2 separate regions of the Mus musculus genome follow, and region 2 is linked to region 1. The links are chromatin contacts, called in public Hi-C maps. All regions are on one chromosome and are shown on one strand. The core of a region is the stretch at or near the end of the contact, and the rest is flanking DNA. Distances in the headings are between cores, read along the strand shown. Region 1 has its middle 11 kb from the start of Gm36060. Region 2 holds the start of Erich6b (glutamate rich 6B).

What was found. A called contact is a pair of places that touch in the nucleus more often than the background predicts.
Region 2: a contact with region 1 is called in a Hi-C map of the N1E-115 cell line, with 3 times the contacts expected there. The contact joins the promoter of Erich6b here to the enhancer-like site in region 1. A contact is called at or near these places in 8 of 39 promoter capture datasets (the 3T3-L1 cell line, 3T3-L1-derived adipocytes, the HPC-7 cell line and 4 more), 5 of 484 Hi-C or Micro-C datasets (the G1E-ER4 cell line, the N1E-115 cell line, Th1 cells and 2 more), 1 of 115 datasets of contacts at active chromatin or transcription factors (embryonic stem cells) and 1 of 9 other capture datasets (embryonic stem cells).

Annotation. Positions count from the first base shown.
Region 1 is chr14:75,561,125-75,567,300 of GRCm38.p6, forward strand. No RefSeq gene overlaps it. Among named protein-coding and RNA genes, the nearest start is that of Gm36060, 11 kb to the left of the region's middle. Within about 2 kb of position 4,812, at least 32 of the 459 cell types and tissues checked have an H3K27ac peak or open chromatin away from gene starts, as enhancers often do. A contact at or near this core is called in the N1E-115 cell line, cerebral cortex and hippocampal neurons, where this site is marked.
Region 2 is chr14:75,640,794-75,646,665 of GRCm38.p6, forward strand. It overlaps Erich6b (glutamate rich 6B), which reads left to right and starts at 1,429. Exons shown (of 13, transcript NM_001369022.1): 1 at 1,429-1,495. It overlaps Gm36219 (a long non-coding RNA gene), which reads right to left and starts at 4,852. Exons shown (of 6, transcript XR_383598.2): 1 at 4,661-4,852; 2 at 2,551-2,693; 3 at 1,677-1,788; 4 at 1,051-1,541; 5 at 597-826.

The DNA of each region.
Region 1 (6,176 bases), core at 3,562-6,061:
ATGCTTCTAATCCAAGTGCTGAGGTCTGCTGGCCAGACAGCCTAGCTTAACCAGTTATCCCCAGGCCCCAGTAAGAGATGCTGTCTCAAAAACTAAGGTCTACAGTTCTGGCATACAACTAACATATCCTAGCATATGGCCTCCATGTGCTTATGCACCTAAACATACATATGCACATGCACAGATCACACACACACACTCAACACACACATACACTGAAAAGAAGGAACAAATCAAAATGAGAGAAGAGCTTGGATGCCTGCCACACACTGAGCATCATAAAAAGAGCAATTGTTCACACTAACTTATTGTTAGCTGACCTGGACCAGGTCAGTCTTCTGTGACCTTAGGGTCCTAAGTGACGGGGCCCCGGAGATGAGAAGATAAAGAAGATAGAAATCTGGGGTTGGAAGGTTTTGCTCAAGCTATGTCTTCAGCAAAACTTTTAAGAAGTGCAGCATCTTCTGTACTATTTGGGGGTGGGAGTGGGACAGAGTCAGCAGAAAGCTATCACGATGACAGAATGTCAGCAGGAAGCAAATCAAGCAAAGGGGAAGCCAGGATTTCTCAGATGAGCACAAAACAGCCTTGGGGTGCATAACTCCAGTCTCTTCAGGAAGGAAAGCCTAGTTCCCCGGAACGGAAACCTTAACTCCTTTGAGACCATGCATGAGCCAAGCTCCAGGCTGGACCCAGCCAAGTCTGCTCCTGGGCAAGGACACAATTAGGTTTTCTTTGTCCTTTCACCGGGGCCTCAGAGAGAGCCTCAGATCCCTCTCAACAGTGTTACCACCATCTATGTTTATTTCCATCATTGGAAAAAACAAACAAACAAACAAACGTTCTTTTGTTATAAGTCTGGCAAGTCTGAGTACATATATGAAAAAATTTTATGAGCAAAACATTTTGAAGCAAAAATAGATTCTGAGTATTACTTTTCCAGTCCCAGCGTTAGGGGTTCGGATGACTTGATAGTCCTCACGGTAAAGTGTTGTGTTTCCACCAGGGGGACCTAGGGGGAGCACGATGAGGAAACATTCAAAAGGCTGGTCTCTCAGGCCATGTGGGGATTTCTAACACAGCTGAAAGTTTCCTGTACTTCCCAGAAATAGCAAATCTCCAGAATTTTGGTAGCTCTTGCCTTTGCTTGTATTATTGTTGTTGTTGTTGTTGTTGTTGTTATCTGTTCCTAAACAATATAGTGATTGATTTTGTATGCTTTTATTGAGATTATTTAGTCTGGGACTCATTGGAATTTTTGAAGATCTATAGTCTGAATAAAACTTAAGTGGTGCACGGCCACATACCCATGTATATATGAGCATAATTAACTGAACTTAGTGGGTTATTTAAAAAAAAAAAGGTGACATGAAGTTGAGAAGGAGATGTATTAGAGAAATATGGGGGGAACTAGAGAGGGAAAATGGGGACATTTATGCTATTTAGAATGTGTCTATGAAATTCTTGGGAATAAAGGAAAAATGAAAAATAAATTTATAAACATGTATGAGTTTTTGACCGTTTGGACACTGTTTTAGGTGGTCTCTTTGCTGTGTCTTACGCATACCTCTTCAGTTCTGTGGGACCTATTGAGACACTCAGACATTTCAAGATAGGCTTCATTCTTTGAGCTCAGTACTCAATTTTTAAAAGTGAGCCACAGGCTAAAGGGTTATAGAAAAGGTCAGAGGTCAACCACGTGAAGATCAGACATTGCTTAAGTCGCACTAGGTCCCTTTGAACTTGACTTCTAGCCTATATGTCACCAATGCATCTACTACTCTCCCATAAGGCTCAGTGTGCTCACCGCAGGCTCCAAGAGCTCCAAGGTTCCCTTGCTGAGCCACCTGCCCCTCTCCACGGCACTAGGGACCATTTCACAGCACTGAGTGTGCAGAGCACCTAGTCCAGTCTGCATAGGGACCTATGGCTGCCAATCATCCTGCACCCTCATCTCACCCAGCTCTGCCAGGTTTGGTCTCTCCCTCCAATGTGAGCTCTACTGGGTCACAGCGAAAGCAGCAGAAGGGACGTTAGCCCTCGTTCCCTCCCTGCTGACAGATCTGTGTTATTCAGCTTTATAAATCTAATTTGTCGAGGTCAAATGAACACATGTTAATGCTTAGACTCCATAGACATATAGTTCTCCTTGGCAGAGTACACAGTTTTGTACCACCAAGGCTGTATCTGCATCCAACGGTTCAGAAATTCCTTGTGGAGTCTTCAGGGAGATGCCAGGGAACCTGCTTAAGGTTCCAAACACAGCTCAGGCTGTGTGCTCAACCTCCACCTCCCAGACATGGAACAAAGCCACTCTGAATACTTACAAACAAAACCATGCAAACCTCAGTTTTCTATAAAACCCGAGAGACCAAGATGTGCGTATGCACCTCATCAGACTCATTTGTGCAACAGATGAGTCCAGCCTTTCATTTTTGGTAGGTCTGGTGCTCTGATATCCGGGGCTTTGCTGATTCTTACAGTGTCTGGGGACACTGCAACAACCGGGTCCCAGGAGATGTATCCACACTATATGTCACCATCTGATAACCCTGAAGACTCAGACCAGGTGTCAGATAACTAGAGATAGCCTCTAAAGTCAGTGAAGTTGGCCAATCCCAAGCTCACCCACCATACCTTGGCTGGCCTATTTTGTGGCAACCACAATCAAGACCCAAGTCCTCCTTTTACTCTACCTCCTGACTGACCCTGCCCTTCCCCAGGAGGCTGTGCATGGCATGGCATCGCCCTTCCTCTTGACATCTATGAGTAATGGTAGCCATATTCTTCTACCCATTGGCTTTGCCACACCCACATTTTCAAACAGTGGGCTTGCACATGTAGTGAACATCTTATAAAGTACAAATCCAAATGACTACATGTAGGGTTTTTGTGACTGTCTCCATTGTCTTTGATAATAGTCATAAAACTGGCAGATGGGACAATTCTGGCTTTCAATCATGATACCACTGAAAATATTAACAACTTAGAAACCATTTTGTGAAAGGTACTATAAATGTATTCATGTAGATCTTTACTATGTATTTGGTATGGACCGGGTTCATGTGTATTAGACACTAACTCGTAGCTGAGAACACCAAGAGCTTCCAGCACCTAGAGACAGAAACTACCCCCAGCCTGTGATTCCTGAAGTTGAACAGTTATTATAGAGTAACAACTAGTTATGGGGCTGTGAGTGGAGGGGAACTCAGAGGACTCCAGCAACACAGAAGTCAGAAGGAAACAAAGAACATTAGCAAACACAGCTGAAGAGTGCAATGCCTTCCTCTGCAGGAATTCTCCCCTGGCCTCTGGCTTCCTCCACCTGCCCAGTTATCTCCTATATTAGCATTTACCATAGAAGTCAGATGTTTGTTTTTAGATAAGGCACTGGTTCCTTCTAGATAATGGGATGTAGTATGTTCCTGACCCAGCAAGGATGGACTCAAGCAAAAGAGACCGCTGGGCTGGGAGACTCTCACATCAGAGGAGAGATCGCCTGGTGGAATTGTCCAGGGAAGGACAGGCTGAGCAAGGAAAGCCTGCTGGTCCAGCTCTTCCCAACTCAGATTAAAAACAGAAGGGAAAAGGATGCCTCACAGATCCGTGTAGTTAGATGAGCCCTCTCAAACTGTTGTAGTCAATAAAGTACAGTAGTGGCTGGGGTGGGGGGAGAGCTACTTTGCAGGCTGAGCATGTATTTGGGTAGAGCACTATAGAGCTGCTGAGTCTAGTGTGGGCCCCACTAGCTGCAAGTACTGGGAGAGATTGATACATGGATAGTCCAAACTGAGAGTCTTGGAGTGTAAAATATACGGAATCATGAAGAGTTAGTACTGAAATGCAAATATAATTCATTAATGGTTCGAAATTAACAATATTTTGAAATTATGTAAAATAAAAACACTCATCATTTTCATTTTGTGTGTGTGTGTGTGTGTGTGTGTTTTGATTTTGTTTGTTTGGAGACAAGATCATAAAATCATTATCTTGAGGCAACACCTCAATCTGCTGTGAGGACAGAAGGAAAGAGCTGGCCCTAACAGCAATGGTGAATTGCTGTGCTAGTCTTGACCCGACTGCCTCTGAAATGTTATGTGAGAAAGGAAAATATCAATTTTAAACAACTGTCAAGAGTTCTATTACTCTGAGCCACAATAGCCCCAATCAAAACAGGCAACAAGGGTCACAGCACAGCCATGATAGTGGCAGGTAGTGGAGTCTGGCATCAGAATCAACTTCGATACAAGAAGAGGAAAAGGGGAGGAGCTTAGTCCTCTCTCTGCACTAGGGATGCTGGGGCAGATGCTCTGACTTCCAACTTGGCCTCCAGTGGAGAAAAGAATGTGGGGGAGACAGATCTTCTTTGGAATCCATGGGCCTCATTACTTGGAGGGAGGAATTACTTTTGTCTTCTTTTAATGGCACGTTCAAAAGCCTTTGTTGATGCTCATAGCATCGTGTCTAGTTGCCTTGCTGAAGAGCCTCTTCGTATTTCTCCCGGGATGTCCTTAGCCAGCCGCAGCAGTCACTAACTGTGGGGAAAACGCCTTAAGTGTTAGAGTGCATAGGCCACAATGGGTCTCCTGGGTTTGTGCCCAGCCTCTTACCAGTCCCGCTCCTCATAGCAGCAGCACTACCCAAACACACCACAGGTTTTAATCCTCCGCTGGGTGAATAGTGGCACAGCTTCTGCTCCTTGTGTTGATAGATTACTGTGGAAATAGCAGAAGCTTCTACAACTCAGCCTCCTGAAACCTGGGCAGCACAGCTCAAGAGAGGAAACATGCGCTCTCCCTGCCACCCTCCCTCTGGTGCTGGCAGCCAGCCAGTACCATTGTCCAACACTCCCTGTGCTGATGGGGGAGCTGTATCCTCAGGTTCAGCAAAGACGATGCTCACAAGAACGGCTTTGCCTGATAAATTGCCCTGCAGCCAGAAGAGCTGGCGCGCTAATTTAGTGCTCGCCTCTCATCAGCTGAAATGTTTTTATTTTTGGAGGGAATAGGCTGAGCTATAATTATTATTGATCTTGGAGACAACAATCAGAGAAGGCTTGCGTGTGTCCTCAATGAGCAGGGCCAAAAATAGATGAGGTGTCCTGTTGTTCTTGGCCAATCCTAGCTTCTTCTTGCCCTCGATTGATCTCATAGCTGACTTGCCACTTAGAGAACCAAATTAAGTTCTACACAGAGAATTTGGGTGTCTTAATCCTCACCCTCCCACACCCCATCAGCATTTAGAGAGAAGCCACTGGGGTCTTGGCCGTATTCTCTTAGAGAAGGCCTCACCTGACTGGCAACAGATGGATGCTAATGGGATATTTATTTACAGAGTAAAATTAAATTGGAGCTGCATCTTAATGCACAATTTACATAATCAGCTTTGTTCTGAACTGATGAGCTGTTCTCAATAGCACTTGGGACCTTTCTGTCACAGCTGTCTCAAAGCAGCAGCCACTGAGAATGGAGATTAAGTAATTTCCAAAGCTAGAAGTCTTGATGATGCTCTATTATCCCATCCTGGTAGACCTCGTAATTTCTCTAGATACTGGCACGGGATCAAAGATTCATGTTAGTTTCTTGCCACAATATGGGATCAAAGGAAAGATGTTTAATTTGCAATGAGAAAGGGTTAGACACACAGGCAGTCTCTACGCCCACCCTCACTTCTGTAAAACGGATTTATAACGCCTCCAGCTCCCCACAACACTCATATTTACTAACGTGCCAGACTGTGTGCTTCGTGAACCTGGAGGATGAATTTCACTGTCGTACCTTGTGTGCATGATTCTGGTTCAGGGAGAAGCAGATCACAGATGAGCTAAGGCCCTACCCTGGAGAGCTGGAAGGAACAGATACTCCAAGAGACAGCAGAATTATCAAGCCTGGATCCTTAATAAACAAGTCGTGTTAAACTGTTACCTTCACACCCCTATACCAGCACAGAGGGCACTAAATGCTTAACACTGTTCATCTTTCCGAATCCACTGGCCAACTCTGTGAAGGCTAGCATTATTTTCTGAGAAAAGTCCTAATAACAGACACTTGCTGAAAATTCAAGTGCTCTAAGTATGCTTTAGACCCAGGTTTCCTGTACCTCTAAGATAACTATGATTGCTCTCCTGTCTTTTGCAGTCCAGAAAATCGAGTTCCAAAGCAATTAAATAAGTATCC
Region 2 (5,872 bases), core at 179-2,678, 76 kb after region 1:
ACACCTCCTAATATGATATAGGCATGTAGTAGGTGTTTAAGAAAATCCCCACAGGGGCTGGAGAGATGATGGCTCAGCAATTAAAGCACTGGATGCTCTCACAGAGGTCCTGAGTTCAGTTCCTAGCAACCGCATGGTGGCTCACAAGCATCTAATCTGGGATCTGATGCCCTCTTCTGGCATGCAGATAGAGCACTCATATACATAAATAAATCTTTTTTTTTTAATCTCCCCAAAGGAATGACCCCATCTACATAAAACCAGTGGGCGCCATCTTGTGGAAGACTGTACAGTAACAATGGCCTAGATTCCAGACACCAGGCTGACAGGAAGGGAACCCTGACATGGACTCTGAAGCTAAGGGCACTGCTTGAAATGACAGACTTGGAAACTTTCCTTGAAGCTGTGTGTACACAATACAGCACACTTTTTTACTTAGATTCATGTAAGGGCATTGGAGATGATGGTGCGGGCAGGGAGGGGCAGCTATACCCATTCTCACAGGCCAGCCCTTGGCACTGCCCTTGAGTCTGCTTGATACCCAAAGCATACCCAAAGCAGCCAGATCAGTTCTCCACTCTCCTGCCCAGCAATACCTTTATGAGCCTCGCCTGGGTCTCCTCATTGCCTCGGAGAGGGGCAGAAACGGCCACCGACTGTTCTCTGTTTACTGGTTTCCCGGTGGGTCTGTGCCCCTTACTTTCCCAGCAGTTTCTTTTGTGTTGTTGTTGTTCTCAGCTCTTCCCAGGAGTCTAGCCCAGGCCACCAGGAGGCACTATTAGCCAGGAACACACAGTCCTAGTGACTGCTTAGGCGTCACAGAAACCTGCAGTTTATACAGCTTGTCAGACTCACTCAGAAAAGAAAGAATTGGAATTACAAACTTAGATGCAAACACAATTGCTTATTAAGAATGGGAAATCACAACAAAGCATCACATTTCAAATGCCCAGCTCTCTTTCTGATGAAACTTCTGTACAAGTACCAGAAATGCCCACCCCTGTATTCAAATCGGCTGGTCTGACCTCCTCTCCGTCCATCCCAACCCACCCTGCAACACCAGCGAGTCCATCTAGAGTCACGATCAGTACATTTCACCGGGGTTCTGTCCCCTGACTCCAGATCAGGCCCATGCATGTTCCCAAAGGCAACTCTCTGTCTCATGGATAGCACTCAACGGAGCCGATGAGCTGATGGTGACACCCAGGGGCTTAGAGATGTTGGTCCTGGGTTCCAGCGCAGGTGAGTCCACACGGGATGCCCTGGGAGGCACTCCTACCATCTTTTCACCTTAGAAGCCAGACTCCCTTCCCTCCCTCTCCCTCTCCCCTCTCCTCCTTTGGCTGGGAACTGGAAGCTAAGGGTCCAAGGTATAGAATGCCCGAAACAACAGAGAAGTGGTAGAGATGCGTGTTCCGTTCCCATGGTAACAGAGAGCGACTTAAACTCGAGATTGGAAGGGTGCAGTTGACTCGCGGCCAGGATCCAAGATTGGGTAAGAGCTCTGAAGGCCAGGCCTGGGCTCCTCCAGCCTTTGGGCCCTGGAAAGGAAGAAGCAATGGAGAGAGAGAGTCCAGGGTGGCAGAGTCCAAGGATAGCAACGGGATATGCCAAGTACCCAGACCCCTTTGTTGCTTGTTATTTTGTCTGTTTTGTTTTTTCTACTCCTGCACTACCTTGATCTTTCTGTTTCCTGCCTTGACACCATCCTCCCCCTGTGAAGAGTGGTGTTCTACTGGTCCAGTACAAATAAAGGGGTGGGTTCGTCTCCTCCAGAGAATCCAGGCACTGAAAAGAATCCTCAAATTAAAACTTGTCTTGCCCAGGCCTACCCCTGGGACTCAAAGCAGGTCACTCAGGTTTTTTCTACCACCACCACCACCACCACCCACCCACCCACTCACCCACCCCTGCCTCTCACTTTTGGGAGGTTTGAGAGAAACAGCACCCCCCTACCTAGCCTGGGGGGGGGGGGTCAAGAGGGAGCAGAGCCAAAGCCAAAGGTTGGCTTTTCACAAGTGTTCTGTACCGATGACTGCAAGCTCAAAGTCACCCCCTTTCAACGGCCAAATTCCAATATATTTGAAATCCTATTTGTTAAAAGAAAGCAAATAAGTAAATAAGCCCTAGACAATATTCTCAGCAGGGCACTGGGTGTCTGTTTGTAAAGGCTACAGCAATTGGTGCATGAGGGTTTAGTGAAGCTTTGGGAATCTAGAGTTTGTCCCTGGCATGTTTGAAGGTGGATTCAGACCAGCAAAACAGAAGCAGCCATCAGTAGTCCCCCTCAAGAGGAAAAGCAGCTGCCTTCCAGCAAGGGCCCTGCCAGAGAGCTAAATAACAGGACTTATAAACAGTTCCAGACAGCAGTGTTCCAGATTCGCAGAACACTGTAGGACTCCCCATGACGGAAGTGAGATCTGCCCCCTTGTTTCCTGCAGGTTTTCTAAACACCTGCTTCCAGAATCCCAGGGAAGCCCAGGGGTCCCAGGGTTCACTCAACGATGTCTTCATCCACTCCTGGCTTCACTGTCTGAGCCCATCACTCACCCCATTGGAAGGTTAGGTGGATGAAACATCCAAACCATTTGCAGTCAGTCTCCTGTATGCCTCTCTTCTGCAGCTCATTAATTCAGTGTACAAACTTCTGTTGAGAGCTCACAGTAAGCCAGGCATTGAGGTGGAATTGCATCCTGTGAGTGAGGCAGATGTGCCGACAGATGTGAGACTTGCAGAGGTACAGTGTGAGAGCTGGGGGGGGGGGGGGGTAAAGACACACTTTCTCTACACAAACCTAGAAACAAGAACAGCCTGGGGGAGCAGGCCCCAGATTCAGGACTGATCATGTGACCAAGGCTTGCTCTAGCTCTGAGGTGCCAGTGTCATGTGATTCCATTGCCTGAATTCTTGCCCTCTTACTACTAAATACAAGCCAGATTGACTCTTAGTATTGATTGATGTAGCACTAATAGCAGAGACTGTGTTGTAGTTTAAATGTTAAATGTCCCCTGTAAGCTCATGTGTTTGAACACTTGAGTCCCAGATGGTAGCGCTGTTCTGGAAGCTGGGGAGCCTTTGGGACTTAGGATCACTGGAGGTTTTACTTGCTTCTGGTCCCAGTCTGTGTTCTCTGCTTCCTGCTTCAGGCTTTGTGTGAAGAACCCGCCAAGCACCCCTACTGCGGTGGGACTCCCTGTCATGCCTCCCTTACCACGGTAGACTGATCCTTCTGAAACCGTGAGCCAAGATGAATCTTCCCCTAATTTATTCCTGTCAAGTATTACGTCACAGCAATGAGAAAAGTGGCTGAGTCACCCCTGATGGGCACATCAAGTCTGACAGGAAAGACGCAGGCAGAGTTTTTAATGAACTGCCTTGTCTGATGTCCTCAGGTCTGTTGGAAGGCATCTCACAATTACCTACCCCAGCTCAAGGCTTCCTTTGCACTGAGCCAGGGAGGAGCTCTACCCTCTGTCTCTCCTGATACATCTACTAAGAGGACCCTGAGCAGAAAATCCTTCACCCTTCTGAGATCTCAGCCAATGGTGTGGATCAAACTAGTCCTGGTTTCATTCTTTCATTTGACCCAGTCCATCTTGGGAGGCACAACTGTGACAGTGCAGGATCAACCCCACCTGTGTTCTTCCTGCCCCACCAAAAAGAGGCTGATTTTGTTGTCTTTCAGTGCAGTCCCTCCGTGATGATTAATGTAGTTGTCAACTTTCCTAGATTAAAAACCACCGAGAGATGGTAAAGAGCCCTTCTGTTTCTATGAGGATGTTGCCACAGAGTAATTGCATGGGAACTGTAAATAGAGAAAACCCTACTTTGAGTGTGTGCACCAGCACCCAGTAGGCTGTAGGCCCTTAGAACATGGAGCTGAAGAGAGCAAAGGCAGCTCTGCTCCCTTGCTACGTTCCCAGGAGATACATCTCTGCGCTGTCTCCGGCAGACACCAGACTCCCAGTTCTTCAGGCTTTGAATACACACTCATGATGATGCTTGCACAGGGAGTCAGATTTCTCTCTCTGTCTCTCTCTCTGTCTCTCTCTTTCTCTCCCTGTCTCTATCTTTCTATCTTTCTGTCTCTATCATTCTGTCTCTGTCTCCCTGTCTCTCTGTCTCTCCCCCAACCCCCCACCCCCCACTGCTTTCAGCTTCCGGACTTATTTGTTTCTGTGGCTCTCCATGCCCATTTGGAGTCATTTGGTCTCTGGTTGTACACAGCTTTTTCATCTCTTCTTACAATTATGTGTTATGTGTTATGTGTGTGTGTGTGTGTGTGTGTGTGTGTGTGTGTGCGCGCCTCTCTATGTAGAGACACATTTACCTTCTACTGACTGTTTCTGCTGAGCCCTGACTTAGACACTCTGAGCTCCAGTGTGGAACTCAGAACCTATGGCCCTCTTTACTGATGCCTTATCCTTTTAGGAGAAGATGATGCTTGGTGGCCCACCTCAAATCCTGAACCTATCCTCAACCCCCAATCCATAGATCTTTCGTCCTACAGTTTCAGCTCGACGCTGGTTCACAACTTTCTGTCATGCAATCAGACCTCAGCTATGTGTATGGTCTACACTCACCCATGGCTGGACACTCATTGCCCCAGGAGAAGGCAGCCTACGGCCGTAATCCTGGTCACAATATCAGTATTACTCACCCGGATCTCATTGCCGAAACACTACAACGGGAAAGGATCAGCCCACCCAATCAAACCAGTCTCTGCAGTCAGCTTGTTAGAGAAAGCACCAGGGAAGACTCCAAGTGAAGCAAGGCACTTGGCCCAAATAGTTTCCAGAACGCTCTGTCTTCATGACTGCAAGTATTTCTTTCTTCCGAAAGGGCTTACAGCCAAGAAGGTGTCCCTCACTGAGCAAGGGCATGGACAGACAGGCCCACCAAGGTCACTCATTATCAGTTCTTCAGATGTCCAACTCTGAGAGCTTTCAGACTCGGGTCCCACCCCAGAGTCTCCAGCGCACACAAGCTAGCCTGCCTGGAGTCCAGGGAAGAACAGCTTTAAAGACAAATTCACAGATCCCAGACTGGTCTCAAACCTCTCGTGGAGCCGAGGATAGCATTGACCTTCTTGTCCTCCACCTCCAGCGTGCCAAGACTGAAAGCATCTAACAGATGTCACTCGAGTCTGGGGAATCAAATTCAGGGTAGCTTGCATGCCAGACAAACATACTACCAAGCAAGCTCTATTCCCAGCACAAGAACGGCTTTTAACAAACCTGGGTAATAACACTTGAAAAAACAACTCAGGAGCCATTATAAATGCAAAGGCCCCTAGCGCTTGATTCTTCTACCTGCCTTCCCAACAACTAAATGTACCATTTCTTTTTAAGACCCATCCCTTTCTGACTCCATCTTCCCTCCCCTCCCTCCACCCTCACTCCTGCCCAGCCTGCTCTGCTCGCTCCGGCCCCGCCCCGCTCGCTCCCCTCTTTCCTACTCTCTTAAATGCCAACAGGATGATTTGTGCCTCCCACCCTGCACAAGCTTAGACCCTTCAACTACATCAGCTGCTCTTGACTCTTCAGAACGGAAGTGAGGGAGGAAATGCCCTGGCCAGGCACAGAGAGAAAGGAAAGGGGCTAGGACACGGGCAATAGCAGCCTAGCCCCTTCCGTAAAGGAGCTTGCTGGGGTAGCCTACAGCAAGCTTTCAAATAAAGTAAGGACTGCACTTCCCACATAGGCTCTGACCCCAGAAGCCAGAGCTGGGGCTGGCTGTCCACTGTTTCTCAGTGTCTCCTTTTGCAAATATTATACATTTAATTCATGGTAGAATTCTTTTTATCCATTTTATAATTGCACTGTGCTGTATTTTAACTTATTTTAATTTCCAATTAATAAACATGAGAAGT